Regions from separate parts of the Mus musculus genome. Here regions 2, 3 and 4 are each linked to region 1. Evidence: chromatin contacts called from public promoter capture Hi-C data. All regions are on one chromosome and are shown on one strand. Each heading gives the region's core, a stretch centred on a gene start, on an enhancer-like site or on the middle of the called end of the contact. The rest is flanking DNA. Distances are from core to core; before and after follow the strand shown. Region 1 holds the start of Akr1b3 (aldo-keto reductase family 1, member B3 (aldose reductase)). Region 2 holds the start of Mkln1os (muskelin 1, intracellular mediator containing kelch motifs, opposite strand). Region 3 overlaps Mkln1 (muskelin 1, intracellular mediator containing kelch motifs). Region 4 has its middle 8.3 kb from the start of Gm13846.

Region 1 (3,563 bases), core at 344-2,843:
GTTTTAGAGGGTCAAACATACTTAGTTTATTTTGCAATAACAAAGCTTTTGCTACGTAGTGCATTTCCCTAGCTGGTGATGACTCCTCTGTGATGCCACCTGTCAGTAAAGACGCACACTTCGGTGGTGGTGGTAAGGCCTCTTTTATCTTTTGAGAAAGGATCTCGTTTAGCAACCAGGTTGACTACAACATCTCGGTCCTTTCCCCTTTATTTTCTTAATGTCAAGTAAAGAGATGTGAGCTGCCACACAGAGCAAGAGCATCACTTCACAAGACATCAATCAGCTCTTTGTGTTTGGACCCAGGAGGTTCAAAAGGCAGAGAAGTCTCTATGCCAAGAGGGATTTCACAGAGGACAAGTGGTGGGCGTCAGGTCACCTGTTATCTTACACAAACCAAATCCCCAGAACTAGACTCAAATTCAAATACTATTAATTAGAGAAAAAGTACACCAGAATTTCCACATGCCACCAGTTGTGGGGATTGGTTTTGTTAATAAAACTCAAGTGGAAAATATCTGTTCTTTATAAATTTTCCCTGGGGTGGGAGTGGAGAAGTGCCACTTTTTAAGAGGGCACCGACTGGAAAATCACCAGAATGGGATTTAGAGAGGTGGGGTTCCTGACTCATTACCTTGCAGATGCAGTTGTCCCTGTTGCGTAATCAGGGGGCAACTGGAGCATGACCCAGCAGAAGGAGACTGGAATGAAACAGACCATCACTCAGAGGGGTGTTGGACGAGTGCCAAAATTGCCGTCATAGTTCTTGGGGCAACTCAGATTATTTTAGGAAAAGTCTTTTGTTTTTCTACCTAATACAACTGATTTATTTCGTACCCCCTAACATGGAATCATTGCTGTATGAGAATGGACTTTTCCTACTATGGGATTGTTCACTTTTTTGTTCTCTGACTTTTCACTTTTCCTCCAGAGTTTAGCCAACTTATTATACTGGAACCTTCCGCTTAAGAGTCTTACTTTCCAAAATCACTTATGTGTGATCCAGAGATGAAACTTATGGGAGATCATAGCTTAACGGTTATGGATTTTTGCATCAAGTCTTGTTGAACCAGACTAAACATGTTCAGACACCGGTAGTGGTAGAAAGGTACTACAAACGGGTATTTCGTAGTTCTCTGCAAAACCGGTTGCAATCATTTTAATAGCGGGGATGGGAGTGCTTAAGTACACCTGAAATTTAACTTTTAATCTAAGGGGGGGGGGGAACGCTCTTAAATACACCTGACGCCTATCTGCTCCATCAGATTCAAAGCAAGATGTGTAAGATTCCAGAAGAGTGTCATTCTGAGATTAGAAAAGACACAGACGTCTTCTTCTGGGCTCGAAAACGAAACCAAAACTTCTCCCCAGTCTCCTTATCTCTAGTCTGCTGGTTATTTTCAGAGCTTTCCGTCTGGTGCTACAACAGCGGGCAAACACTGCCACGTGGGGCGCAAGCAGAGCAGCTGGAGAATTCCGTGCCGCTAGGACCTAGGGAAAGAAGCATCCTCGCCGACCCCTTCAGAACCGCGGCATCGACCAATCAGAAGGATCCGTCTCTCAGCCGTGCAACCAATGGCAGGCGTTCTTTCTACAGGCCGTTGGGGCTATTTAAAGGTGCGCGCCCGAGCCAGCGCTGCACATTTGCCGGTCCGGGTTTGTAACGTGCAGCGATCATGGCCAGCCATCTGGAACTCAACAACGGCACCAAGATGCCCACCCTGGGCCTGGGCACCTGGAAGGTAGGCATGCATCAGGGTGCGACCCGCCGCCCGCTGGGTGACCCTGAGCGGCCTGCGCGGAGCGGGGCTCGCGTGGCGGGGCCTGTGAGCGTATCTGGCTGCGGCCCGGCGTGTGGGGCTTCGGGCGAGCAGCGCTCGAGTCCGCGTGGGCGCCCCAGGTGGAGACACACCCACGGTGACCCGGGTGAGAGGGATTGAAGCAGAGCCCTAGATTTGTCATCTGGCACCTGTGGCGCCCCAGCCTCACGAGTGAATTGACCTCACTTGGCGCAGATGTTGCCCTCTCGGGAATGAGCCACTTGGGCCAATGGGCCTGAGATAATTAAATTAGCAGGCGAGAGCTTGCCAGGAACCAGCTTGTTTCTCTGTCCTCTAAGTCTCTGAGTGCAGTTCTTAATGGGTGCGGAACTCCTGGAGAATTAATCTGACTTCCGCGTTGCTGGGTGCCACCCACTAATAAGAAGACTTCAGGCGAGATATCCCCAAAACCTCAACACAACACAGCAGAGTTGAGAAGAGGGCCAGATACATCATAGTGAAATACAAAAAGAAAGAACCGATATTTAAAAACCAAAAATTATAACTGATTTGATTATTTGGCAACTAAGGAACCAATTTTTGGTGTTATTGCTGAAGCAGAAAAACCTAGCTCTTAAGCTACTTGCAGGGTAGTTGTATTATATATTATAGACCGATGCTGTGACCTCGATCTTTAAGAACCTTGAGTATGGTGGACCTGGGCACTTAGACACAGTGAAGGTAAGAGAAAATCAGGTAGGGTTGAATTTAAATGGTTTGAAACCAGACAGAGTCTGTTTCTACCCAAACTACAGTTAAAACAACGGGTAATGCAAATGGAGAATAAGAAACAGGTCATAGACTTGTCTTTCTCAGAACGTGTATCTAAGCCAGTAGATTAGCAAGTGCGGCTTTTGTTTCCTTACAGAGGGTCCTTGGTGACTGCAAAGGTATGATTGAATTACAACCGTGATACCAGGTTGAATTCGGTGTGGTGGAATGATAAGAAAGACGGTTTCCCTGCCATAGCAAACACAGCTACTGGACACAGCACACACAGGCACATGTAACTACAGTAGTTTTATAATACATGACCCAAATTATGGGTAGGATGATGATACTTTAATTCTGTCCCATTTCTCCAAAAACCAAGCTCATCGCTTTAGAAAAATCGTCTCATGGGCCAGCATTTTGAGATCAGTTCTGAGATAAATAAGGAGTAAGCATTCATAAGCCAGTGGCTAGAGCGCATGTGACAGCCTCAGAGAGCTGGGTGTTTGTTTAAAATAACATACATTTGTATGTATAGATCGTTTTGGTTTCTTCTCAGACATTTCTGTTACTTCCCACTGTGCCTGGATCTCAGAATGGATCCAAAAGTCATGTTGAGTTAGGTGGAGGTGAAGAAAATGTCCGCCTGTGTCTCGGGGCCCGGGGAGGTTGGGGTAGAGAGTGTGGAGGGACAAAGGGTAGCAATGGACATGAGGACAGTCCAGACTTCCAGATTTCCCTTCCTTGCATATGTGATGACACAGTATAGTATAGTCACTGTGATGGTCACAGAGGGTGTGTGGATGCGGTTTCTTGTTCTCATGGAACCACATCTGTGTCTATGTGGTACCCCACAAATCACAACAGGACTCTGACAGTCTGTATGATCCACTCTTCGCTTGAGGGAGTCCGTTTCTCCTGGAAGGTGAGGATTTCAGGCAGTTAGGAGGCACTTTTCCTTGCATCGAGTTTCTTCCTGGCTAGCTTGCCTGCCCTCGGGATCCTAAATGCACGCTAAATATACAGTAAGTA
Region 2 (3,563 bases), core at 564-3,063, 2.9 Mb after region 1:
CCTAATGCTCATCTGCACTCCTTCACTCCGGACTGCTTAACTCTAAAGGGCTTTAAAATTAAAACTATACTATATGTTTGAAATGTCTTTGTGGTTAAACAAGATACACTAAGTGCAAGTACTAAGTGCAAATAAACTGTTTTCTCTGTGGCCTTAAGGAAGCTATAGCAATGGCTTCTTCCAGCTGCAGTCCAACTGGAACAGCAGGTGCTGTCCCCACTCCAAACTGGAGGCTGACTAAAACCACTATCCCACCAGATCAAGACTCCTTTTAGAAATGCCTCTCTCCTTAACATGCCCATACAACAGGTAATGCAACTGGGATTTGGGCTATCCCAGTCTCATGCCTACACCAGAAGGTAAAGCGATGGCAGACAACCTAAAGTGTAAGTTATCTAACCAAAGACCTGGGGGTGGAAAAAGTCATTCGAGGTAGTTAGTGACACACCACCAACTCTCTAACCTAGACACAAAAAAAAATGTTATCTTCAGATTCAAAGGAGTCAGTCAAAACAAACAACCTTAAAAAGGCCTCCAAAACAAACAACCACACACACACCTCCAAAAGAAAAAACTACCAAAAAAAAACAAAAACAAAAAACAAAAAAACAGAGGTTTACAGAATGAACAGCCACAAGTCCACTTCAAATGAAGGTCGGTGCTTATCCAGCTCACCCTCAAATTAAAAGCTGGGTTCCAATATCAATCAGAGATGTGGCCATGTACCAGCTATCAACAGGCCACAACCGGCCAGATCAGACCACAGGTCAGCCTTCATTGGGCGGGAGCTACAAGGCTTCAGTGCCAACCCTTGACCTGGTGACTAGGAGGAGGGCAGGTGGGCAGTCCGCGGAGGCTGACTCTTCACCCGCAGCTTCAACTTCCAGAGTCCTGACCGACTGGACTCGAGAAATCCAATCTGAACAAACGGGAGGAATTTTAAAAATACGAATGGAACACACTCCCTGTTCAGGACACTCCGGAGATGTAGCAATTTTATTCGAATAGCAACGGAAAACTGCACCCGTTCCTCGTTGTGTTCCTAAGGCCATTTCTGCTGACTTGGTGGTGCCCTCGGGCAAGCCGCACGCCCCCAGACCTGCCCTCCTTCCCTATCTTTTTCAGAACTTCCAGCCCCCCCCCCCGTCCAAAAAAAGCCAAGACACCCCTCTGCCAGTCCTCCAAGTTCTCGCCAGGGTGCGGATGGACTCCCCAACTTCTCTCGCCACTCGTGCAGAGCTAAGCACTTTTACTGCGGGCTCAGGAACTCCGGCGCTGTCCGAGCCGTCCGGGAAGGACCGGGCCCCCGTCGTCGCCCTGACCACCTCCGACGGCGGGGGAGGCTCGCCCGCGGCCCGGGCCCGGAGCCCCGCTCCGCTCCGCCTCACCTCCCGCTGCGCAAGCCCGCCTCGCCGCCGCCACCCGGAGCTCGCTCCCGGGCCCTCAGCCCGGCCTCGGCCCGCCAGGCCGGAGCACTCGGCCGCCGCACTGAGAAGCTCCGGAGGCCGCGCGTTCCCCGTCACAGGCCCCGCCTGGGCCTCTCTCGGCTCCGCTCCCCACACCGCACGCTCTGGCGGGCCGCGCTCTCACCGAGCGGCTCCGACAGCTCGAGCGCGGGGCCCCGCACTTACTCGGGAAGGTAGGTGGAGGAGAAGGAGCTCCACTTATGCAGCGCGTAGGGCAGAAGCCGGCACTCCGGCGCCACAGCAACAGCCCCGCCAGCCGCCATCTTGTCAGCACCGTAGCGGCCACCACCGAGCGCCAGCCCCGCCAGGAGGAGGGCGGGGACGGGGCCTGCTCTTAAAGGGGCCGCGCCGGGAACCCGACCGCGCAGGGCCGGCACTGGCTGCTTGGAGGCCGCTTCCTCGGGTTTCCCACGCTGTCCTTTCCTAGCTGACCCTCCCAGGGAGGCTTTCCTTTCCTGTGAGGCTGGCAGAGGAGTGGCACAGAGGACTTTTCATACAAGCTCAGGTAAAGACAAAGCCAAGGACATTTTGAAAAAAAAAAAAAAAAGAAAGAAACGTCTCCTAGAATAGGAAGGGAAAATTCGATGAGCTTGGGAAGGGAATATCTTTCCATCTTTCCTACTTTGGAAACCACTGCTCTAGCCTGTTTATAAATCCTCTCCGGAAACAGAGGTGAGGAGAATTGAAGTGCAATAATAACGTATGGCCTTTGTCTCTGCAGTTGACCTGGGGTAAAAATGTCCTTGTCACCGTGTTCAAGGGTCAGGTGGAGGCAAGATAAAGGAACAGCTAGTGTGTTCTGCTATCAGTCTGTAAACATTTCTTGTCGGCCTCTCTTACTAATATTCTGATGGCATCGTTGTACCCAGAAATGACATTCGCCCACATACCAGGAAGATGCTCAGAGTTGGAAAGTTGTGTGCCATCATTTGTCTCCGGCATTAAATCTGCTTGCTTTGAATTTTAACATAAATTTAGCCCAAATGTTTGGAAAGAGAGAGATGTTTGAGAAAAGATCGCGTCTTCTTCAGAAGGAATAATGAGTACACCCCACCCACCTCCAACATACATACTGTTCATGAAGCCTGACAGCAGGCATCATTCCAGCTTTTTATCACAAAAGGAACATCTGGCCTAAATAGGTGGCAAAGTTAGATAATGCTCCTGTCTAGTACCTGTTTGTCAGGGTTATAAATATGCCCTTGCTTACCTAGCGGCATCACCCAAAATCGTGTCACTCCCTGCCTAAGAGGTTGGACTCCTGGAAGTTTGGATTGCATCATTGTGTCAACCAGAGGATATTAAAAACTCAAGCAAAGAGTATCTCAATAAATGATCCAATAGTTTTACTCTTTTTGATTATGATCGTTAACCGGCCCATCAAATCTCTCCAATTCTTTATTGGCTTCGTTTCCATTGGTGAAATTTTAGCAGTAGCCTCTACTATGATACCACTAGCAATGTCAGCTAGACCACAAGTATACTCAGTGTTTAAGACTTTGTTGGGAATGAGTATGAGCCCTGAGGTAATGACCCCTGAGGTATTGACCCCTGAGGTAATGACCCCTGAGGTAATGACCCCTGAGGTAATGCTCTAACCCCACTGACTTCAGTTAGATAACTGCCTACCATGGAGGAAGTTAGTTACAGAGAAATTATCTTGGAGGGAAAGATTGTCTTCTAAAAGGGAGAAGATAAGATGGGGATTCACTCCAGTTAGAGGACCCACAATTTGCTAATTCCTCTTCTTTTTGGATCTTAGTAAGTCATTGTTGTTGTTGTTGTTATTGTTGTTGTTGTTTTTCTTCCAGGCAGAGAATTGTATAGTTCCTGATCAACTATATAATGTGAAAAACAGATATAAACCAATTCTTCTTATTGAGATTGTAATTCAATTACAGTATTTCTCCCATCCCTTTCCTTCCTCCAAACCTTCTATATAGCTGTCCCTACTATTCAAATTTATGGCCCCTTTTTCATTAATTGTTATTGCATATATGTACTTGTATATAAATATTTATTCTCCAGTATAACCGGTTGAGTCCGTATAATGTTACCTGAGTTACGTTTTCAGGTGTGACTGTTTGGCACTGGACA
Region 3 (3,563 bases), core at 418-2,917, 2.8 Mb after region 1:
AACAGAGATATCCTCAAAAGAAATCCAACCTAGACCCAGAAATGAAACCTTACAATAACTTATTCAGGAGGAAGAAAAATCATTGTTTGGTGGTTCTAATTCTCTCCTCCTCATTTCCAGTCGTAAACATTCCCTCCTCAGAGATGCTTTCCCAAACTACAGTGTATTAAGGGTGCCTCTCTCATGCTACACATTAGCAAAGCATACAACTTCTTTTCTTCACAGCACTAAGGATGCAACTGCAGCCAGTCTTCACTGGAATACGAACTTTTTGAGTTAGCTTAATCCCTGGGGTCCTCATGTAGATCCTTAGTGCTTAAAACAATCTTTGGAAAATGGAAGTCAATGAACTATTTGAAGAGAGGGGGTCTAATAAACCTTAAATGCTAGTAAACAATCAACAAATGCTGCTAATTTTTTTTTTCGAGACAGGGTTTCTCTGTGTAGCCCTGGCTGTCCTGGAACTCACTTTGTAGACCAGGTTGACCTCGAACTCAGAAATTCGCCTGCCTCTGCCTCCCGAGTGCTAGACCACGCCCGGCAAATGCTGTTAAATTAATGAATGGATTTGCATGCTTTGTGTGGTTAATTCCCTGTAAACCAATTAAAAATTAATACACAGCAAACATGTAATTTTAATTTTGGAAGAACTGACAAATGCAATAACTAGTGAATGAGACAACTTGCCTTTCTATTACTTTAAGTTCATAGCAATAAAACTATGATAAAGGAAAAATCATCACCAAAAGAAACCTATGTAAAATTTAAAATGTCAGAAAACAAAACTGGATACAATCACCCTTTTTAAAGATTAGGAAGTGATACATCAAAATGTTAATAGATTATCTCTGAATAGTTGGATTGTTTTGTATCATTCTGGGTTTTGTTGTTGTTATTGTTTTAGAATCTCAACCATGAGATTATTACCTTTGTAGTTACAACAAAAAAGGCACAAGAGAAGTGTCACAATGGTAGTCATAACTGATTAAAGATAACAATGTTGCAAATGACTATATAATTGTTACAAATTTAAATGTTTTCAGATTATAACCATTAAATTTATTACAATAAAAATTTTTTAAGTAGCTTTGTTTCCACTATTATTACTCTGTGAGACTTTTGTTCAGTTTTGGGAAGTGGTGCAGTGCAGTGAAATCTTTAGTCTTGGCTCTATCACCATGTAGTTGAATTATGTTCAATTATTATCAGGATCTTACCATCAATAAAAGATAATCTAGCATACAGTAAGGTCGAAATAACTACAGCTGCTGCGGCTGGCATGAAGCTTAGGCCCTGAGCACATGCATGGATACAATCAATTAATAAATCTTTAAAAGCCTACTTTGATCTAGAACCCCTGTGCCACACTGGTGCTCACTGGGCCACATCTTGGAAATCCCCCTTTGTTTTTCTATGTTGGATTTTCTTCTTTTTTTTTTTTTTTTAAAGCTTCTGTGTTTTCTCTTTTGATACTTATTGTTTTGTTAGTATATAAAGTATCTTTCTAAAAAAATAGTACATAAAAGTTCTATCAGTTTCCTATCTTGAGATAACTGCTATTTCCAACCCTTTTTGCTTCATACCCGAAACACATGCTTCCCCAGACTCTCTAGTGAACCCTGGTTTCACAGTTCTAGCCAATGAAATCTAAGCAGAATCCCACTGGGAGTTGTCAGGACAAATTTTGCAATCCCTGCCGGCCACCTTTGGAAGGAAAGGCATGTTTGAACTTGTCTCCAGATAGCTACCACTTTTACTAAAGACAGTGCAGCACAGGAGGGAACCTGGGGGCTGAATCACTGCATCAGCGCTCATGGTCTACTCTGGACTTCTTGTGCTTAGAGAGATGATTCTGCAACTGTTTAAACTGCTAAGAGGTAGGTCTAGAGCGTAAACATGGATTTACCCAGTAGATCTAAAAATAACTTCCCTTTTTTCTTCACCATTTTGGCTACAAAAGTATCTCCAGTTTAGTAACTTTTCCAAGAATTTTCTTTATCTTGTAGTATCTAATGGCACTGAGAGTTTCTATGTCCTTCTAAGTCCTGTTTCCTTGAGTGCAACTCATTTTGTTCTAGGAGAGTTTAGGAGGTCCTCTTTCTAACAGAATACAAAAATGCACCTTAATACACAATGATCTGCCTTGATGATCTGGCAAGGAGACCTTTTGGTTTTCTGAAATTTAACTTCATTTTATTTTATTTTATTTGTAGAGGGCCATTTACAATCTGAAGATCAGTGTTTTGGGTCTGCAGAAATTTTCAAATATTTATTTCCACATCTTCCATTTACTTTGTTCTTTACGGTTGGGAAAACTCTAGGGTTGCAGGTCTGTAGCCCTGGCCAATGAATCAGAGACTAGGTTGTAAGACTGTCCATTTTACTGGTAGTCACAAAGAACAGAACACAGCAAACAAACCTCTAGCCTGAACTCCAGTAAGGAGGGTATGAGTACAGATCCTGAGAGCCAAATGACTCTACATTTTCTCCTTTAGTGTTACGTTTTAAAGAAAATAACTTTTCTTCTTTGAGATTTTTATTTCAATTGTGTGTGAGTAGATAGGCTACTTGTCATACATTATGTCTGCAAGAAGTCAGAGGGTAACTTCTAGGACACAGTTCTCCTTCCATCATAAGATCCCAGGATAGAACTCAGACCACCTGGTGTGCATCACAAGGACTTTATCCACCGAGCCATCTCACCAGACCAGTCTTTTTCCTCTTCTATGTAAACAACTTTAATTAAAAGAGGGTTACTCTAACATAGTGCCCATAAATGACAACAACAACATATGTATTTGTGTGTGTGGATATAGATGTGTGTGTGTTGGGGGGGGTGTTAAGGTGTGGGGTGGTAAGTGTTTGTGGGGGTTAAGGTGGGGTGGTAAGGTGTGTGTGTGTGTGTGTGTGTGTGTGCGCGCGTGCAAATACATGTGCTTGTTGGTGCCTGTGGAGGCTAGAGGTCAACACAGGGATGTTTTCTTCTATTGTTCTCTCCCTTACGATTATCTGAGACAGGATCCCACTGAGGCAGCTAGACTGCTGAGCAAGCTCCGATGATCTGGCTGCTTCACTCCCCCAGCACAGGTGTTCCAGACACCCATCACCATGCCTAGCTTTTCAATGGGTGCTGGTGGTCTCAACTTGGGTTCTCAGCGTGTGTAGCAGCATTTTACTGACAGAGCTACCTTCCCAGTTCCAACTTAGGTACTTTAAATTCATTTTGTAAAAGGACCATCGATAAGAGAGTCCCTTTTCTATATGGCAGTTAAAATGAAAAACAAGCTGATCTAAATTCTAACTCCAGTGCCAAACTGGGCCTTAATCAAATCTACTCTTCTGGATATAGTAATCACAGGTAAAGCAATTACTGTATGGGTTAACTGTTAATTATCAAAATGTGACTTTTAAAAATAGTGTGTGCAGTGTATTACTAATCATGCCAGGACAATGGACATGAACCTGGTTGGTAGAGCGCCACCTTCTGACTAGGAGAGCCTATTTAGATAAGCTTGCACATTTGCCAGGCAGAGCAGTCATACTCCACTGTGCTCCTGTCTCAC
Region 4 (3,563 bases), core at 471-2,970, 2.7 Mb after region 1:
CAGCTTTTAAAAAGTGGGGGACTGGAAGGATGGCTCAGTGTGGTTAATGCATGCTGCTCTTGCAGAAGATAGAGTTTAGTTCCCAGCGCCCATGTTGTGTGATTCACAACTGCATATAAGTCCAGCTACGGAGGATCTGATGCCCTCTTCTGTCCTCTGAAGTCACACACACACACACACACACACAGAGTACATCCTTTACAAAGGAACAAAATGGGGCTGAAGAGATGGCTCGGTCTTACACGCGTTCACGACTGGCCAGGAAGAACACAGCAAACCGGAATCTTCTGCGGCAAAACTTTATTGCTTACATCTTCAGGAGCAAGAGTGCAAGAGAGCAAGAGCTCTATTGCTTACATCTTTAGGAGCCAGAGTGCAAGAGAGCAAGAGTGCAAGAGAGAGAATGGCGAAACCCCGTCCCTTTTAAGGAGAATTATCCTCCGCCTAGGACGTGTCACTCCCTGATTGGCTGCAGCCCATCGGCCGAGTTGTCGTCACGGGGAAGGCAGAGCACATGGGGTGGAGAACTACCCTTGGCACATGCGCAGATTATTTGTTTACCACTTAGAACACAGGATGTCAGCGCCATCTTGTAATGGCGAATGTGAGGGCGGCTCCCACAGCTCGGTAGTCAGGAACAATTACTACTCTTACAGAGGACCTAGGTTCAGATTCTAGCACTCATACATGGCTCACGGCTATTTTTCTTTTCTATTTGTTTTTTATTGTATTTATTTAGTGTATGAGTGTTCTGCTGCACATACACCTGCAGGCCAGAAGAGGACATCAGATACCACTGTAGATGGTTGTGAGCCACCATGCAATTGCTGGGAATTGAACACTGGACCTCTGGAAGAGCAACCACTGCTCTTAACAGCAGACCCATTTCACCAGCCCCTCACAACTAGTTTTAACTCCATCTCCAGGGGACCCAGTGCCCTTTGCTCTCTACAGATACCAGGCCCACACATGTCATATATGCATACATGCAGACAAAAAAAGCTCATATACATAAAAAAATTAATTTAATTTTTAAAAAAGTTGGAGGCTGGCAAGATAGTTAAGTGGGTAAATGTGCTTGCCACCAATCCTGATGACCTGAGTTTGGTCCCCAGGATCTACCCACATAGCAGGAGAACCAACCTCCCCCACATTATCCTCTGACCTCCACACAGTTGTTTGATCCCACTCCAGAGTCTAAACTGATTGGGTTAGGGTTCAGTCTAGGCTGGGGACCCCAAAGCCTTCACTGCACAGGCAAGAGGACCTCACTGTGAGAAGTTTTGAATACCCTTCAATTTCTTCCTTCCCAAAGACCCTTGAGTTTCTTGCTTGCAGAGTTTATTTCCCCAGCTTTAAATTTTTTATTACATTTATTTATGTGGGGGAGGAAAACAGGGTTGTGTGGAGGTCAAAGGACAACTGGCAAGAGTCGGCTCTCCACCATGTTGAGTCCCAGCGATTGAAGTCAGACCATGGGGCTTGGCGCCAAGTGCCTTTACCCACTGAACCACCCTGCTGGGCCCACTTTCCCAGGCACCACCTCAGTTCTGGGAAGAGCAGGCTGCCATCCAAGTACAGCATGACATCTACGTGCGGTTACAGCTCTGCAGCACACGGCTCTGCTTCGAAACAAAGGGAGAGGACGTTGGGAAGCAACCTTCCCTACCCCCAGCCAGGCACAGACTCAGCCAGGCAGAGGGGTTGGGGGCGGGGCTGCAGTGCAGCTGGGTGGTGGCGATCCCTACCGCCCCAGTCCTCATTTCCTGATCAGCTCAGAAAGCATTTCCATGTTGGCCCAAAGTTTCTGTTTCCTGTCCCCTCCCACACTATTTTTAGGCCCAGCAGGCATTTCCTGTGTTGGCCTGTCCCACCCACCTCGGGTCTGTCCTGGCTTCTCCTATCAGGATGCCTGCAGGGTGGGCCTGACACACGTGATTCCCCTCGTAGGGACCCTGGTGTCCCTGGAAACAGGTTGGTACCCAGCAGGTGGCCCGCAGCTGCCAACTCCCACTTGGTGCCACCCACCCAACGCAAGACTTGCTGTTTCAGAGTCGGCCCTTCCCTTAGGCCTGAGACTCTCCTATCTCTGTGTAGCCATCAAGATACACAGGTGCTGCAGGGACTCCCCAAGAATGGGCAGTGGCACTTCAGGCCTGAAGGTTGGCTTTTATCCTCTGATATCCTAGTCTTGTTGCCATAGTATGGGGAGAACCTGTCAACCTGTGGGTCGTGTCCCTTTTGACAACTATCCCTGAAAATATTTACCTTATTATTCATGACAGTTATGAAGTAGCAATGAAAAATAATTTAATCGTTTCGGGGGAGGGGATCATCACAACATGAAGAGCTGTATTAAAGGATGGCAGCATTAGGAAAGTTGAGAATCACTGAGAGTTCAGGGACTTCCCAGCCTAGACCTAGTCCTTTTACCCTGAGTTGCTCCCCATGCAGCTTCGAGTTTTTAAATACCTCCTGTGCCTAGAATAACAAGGCTCTGTTTACCCAGGCTGAGGTAGACAGGAGAGGACCTTAAAGCTCAGAAACAAGGAGGCTTGAGATTCATCCATCCATCCATCCATCCATCCATCCATCCCAGCCCATCTGACTGCGTGAAAGGATCCACACCACAGATCTCAGTTCTGGGTTCTTCATGACTGCCCTCCTAAAGAGTCTGTATAGACAGCTGACTTTCTTGCTTTCTCCCTCCTCAGGAAAGTATCACACCACAGATACGCTGCATCCATGCCCACTGCATAGATATAAATGTAAAAAGAATAAGATGTTTCCACATCTTCAAGAACTAATTGCAGGGACTGGAGAGAGAGATGACTCAGTGGTTAAGAGCATTGGCTGCTTTTCCGGAGGACTTGGGTTCAATTCCTAGCACCCACATGGCAATTCATAACAATCTGTAAGTCCAGTCCCAGGGGATACAATGCCCTTTTCTGGCCTTCATGGGTACTGCTTGCATGTCTGGCATGGACATGCATGCAGGCAAAACACTCATACACATTTAAAAAATTGTTTTTTTATGTTACACATTAAAAAAATAGTTTTAAAGAACCTTTTGCAGGAGGCAGGGGCAGAAGTAGGTAGATCTCTGTGAACTTGAGGTCAGATTGGTCTAGATAGCAAGTTCCAGGCTATACAGGGCTACACAGAGAGAATCTTTAAAAAAAAAAAATTAGGCTGAGGGTGGTATCATAGACAAGCAATCCATGCAATCCTAGCACTTAGAGACTGAGGAGCAAGGACCAGCTTCAAGGCCAGCCTGGCTTCATAGTGATACCATATAAATAGGCAAACAAATCTCACCCTTTTGTGATCCTTTACTCTAGCTAAGGAAGAGTGGAGACCACAGTATTTGAAGTCAGACCACAGCGTTTTCTCTGGTTCTTGCTCTCACTGTGTAGCCAAGCTGTCTCAAGCCTCCCAACTGCTGGATAATGGGCCTGAGCCGCTGCAGGAAGCCCAGCCTCTTCTCTTTGCATCAGATTCAGGTGGAAAGAAGCCACTTCCCAGAGCAGTGTCTCCAGAACTCTCAAAGGGAGGTTGCCACC

What was found. Promoter capture Hi-C pulls out the DNA fragments that hold promoters and counts their contacts.
Region 2: a promoter capture Hi-C map of pre-B cells shows a contact between it and region 1, with 4 times the contacts expected there. The contact joins the promoter of Mkln1os here to the promoter of Akr1b3 in region 1. A contact is called at or near these places in 3 of 39 promoter capture datasets (embryonic stem cells, hippocampal neurons and pre-B cells) and 1 of 115 datasets of contacts at active chromatin or transcription factors (astrocytes).
Region 3: a contact with region 1 is called in a promoter capture Hi-C map of liver, with 3 times the contacts expected there. The contact joins the enhancer-like site here to the promoter of Akr1b3 in region 1. A contact is called at or near these places in 4 of 39 promoter capture datasets (cranial neural crest, embryonic stem cells, hippocampal neurons and 1 more) and 1 of 115 datasets of contacts at active chromatin or transcription factors (large pre-B cells).
Region 4: a contact with region 1 is called in a promoter capture Hi-C map of embryonic stem cells, with 6 times the contacts expected there. The contact joins the enhancer-like site here to the promoter of Akr1b3 in region 1. A contact is called at or near these places in 4 of 39 promoter capture datasets (the 3T3-L1 cell line, cranial neural crest, embryonic stem cells and 1 more), 5 of 115 datasets of contacts at active chromatin or transcription factors (astrocytes, embryonic forebrain, embryonic stem cells and 2 more) and 1 of 9 other capture datasets (liver).

What each region holds. Positions count from the first base shown.
Region 1 is chr6:34,315,519-34,319,081 of GRCm38.p6, reverse strand. It overlaps Akr1b3 (aldo-keto reductase family 1, member B3 (aldose reductase)), which reads left to right and starts at 1,593. Exons shown (of 10, transcript NM_009658.3): 1 at 1,593-1,742. The coding sequence starts at 1,677.
Region 2 is chr6:31,397,023-31,400,585 of GRCm38.p6, reverse strand. Mkln1os (muskelin 1, intracellular mediator containing kelch motifs, opposite strand) reads left to right here and starts at 1,813. Exons shown (of 3, transcript NR_040300.1): 1 at 1,813-1,971. It overlaps Mkln1 (muskelin 1, intracellular mediator containing kelch motifs), which reads right to left and starts at 1,758. Exons shown (of 18, transcript NM_013791.2): 1 at 1,632-1,758. The coding sequence starts at 1,729.
Region 3 is chr6:31,478,360-31,481,922 of GRCm38.p6, reverse strand. The region is part of intron 12 of Mkln1 (muskelin 1, intracellular mediator containing kelch motifs); the gene reads right to left. Among named protein-coding and RNA genes, the nearest start is that of Mkln1, 81 kb to the right of the region's middle. Within about 2 kb of position 1,667, at least 26 of the 459 cell types and tissues checked have an H3K27ac peak or open chromatin away from gene starts, as enhancers often do. A contact at or near this core is called in embryonic stem cells and liver, where this site is marked.
Region 4 is chr6:31,640,923-31,644,485 of GRCm38.p6, reverse strand. No RefSeq gene overlaps it. Among named protein-coding and RNA genes, the nearest start is that of Gm13846, 8.3 kb to the left of the region's middle. Within about 2 kb of position 1,720, at least 79 of the 459 cell types and tissues checked have an H3K27ac peak or open chromatin away from gene starts, as enhancers often do. A contact at or near this core is called in embryonic stem cells and liver, where this site is marked.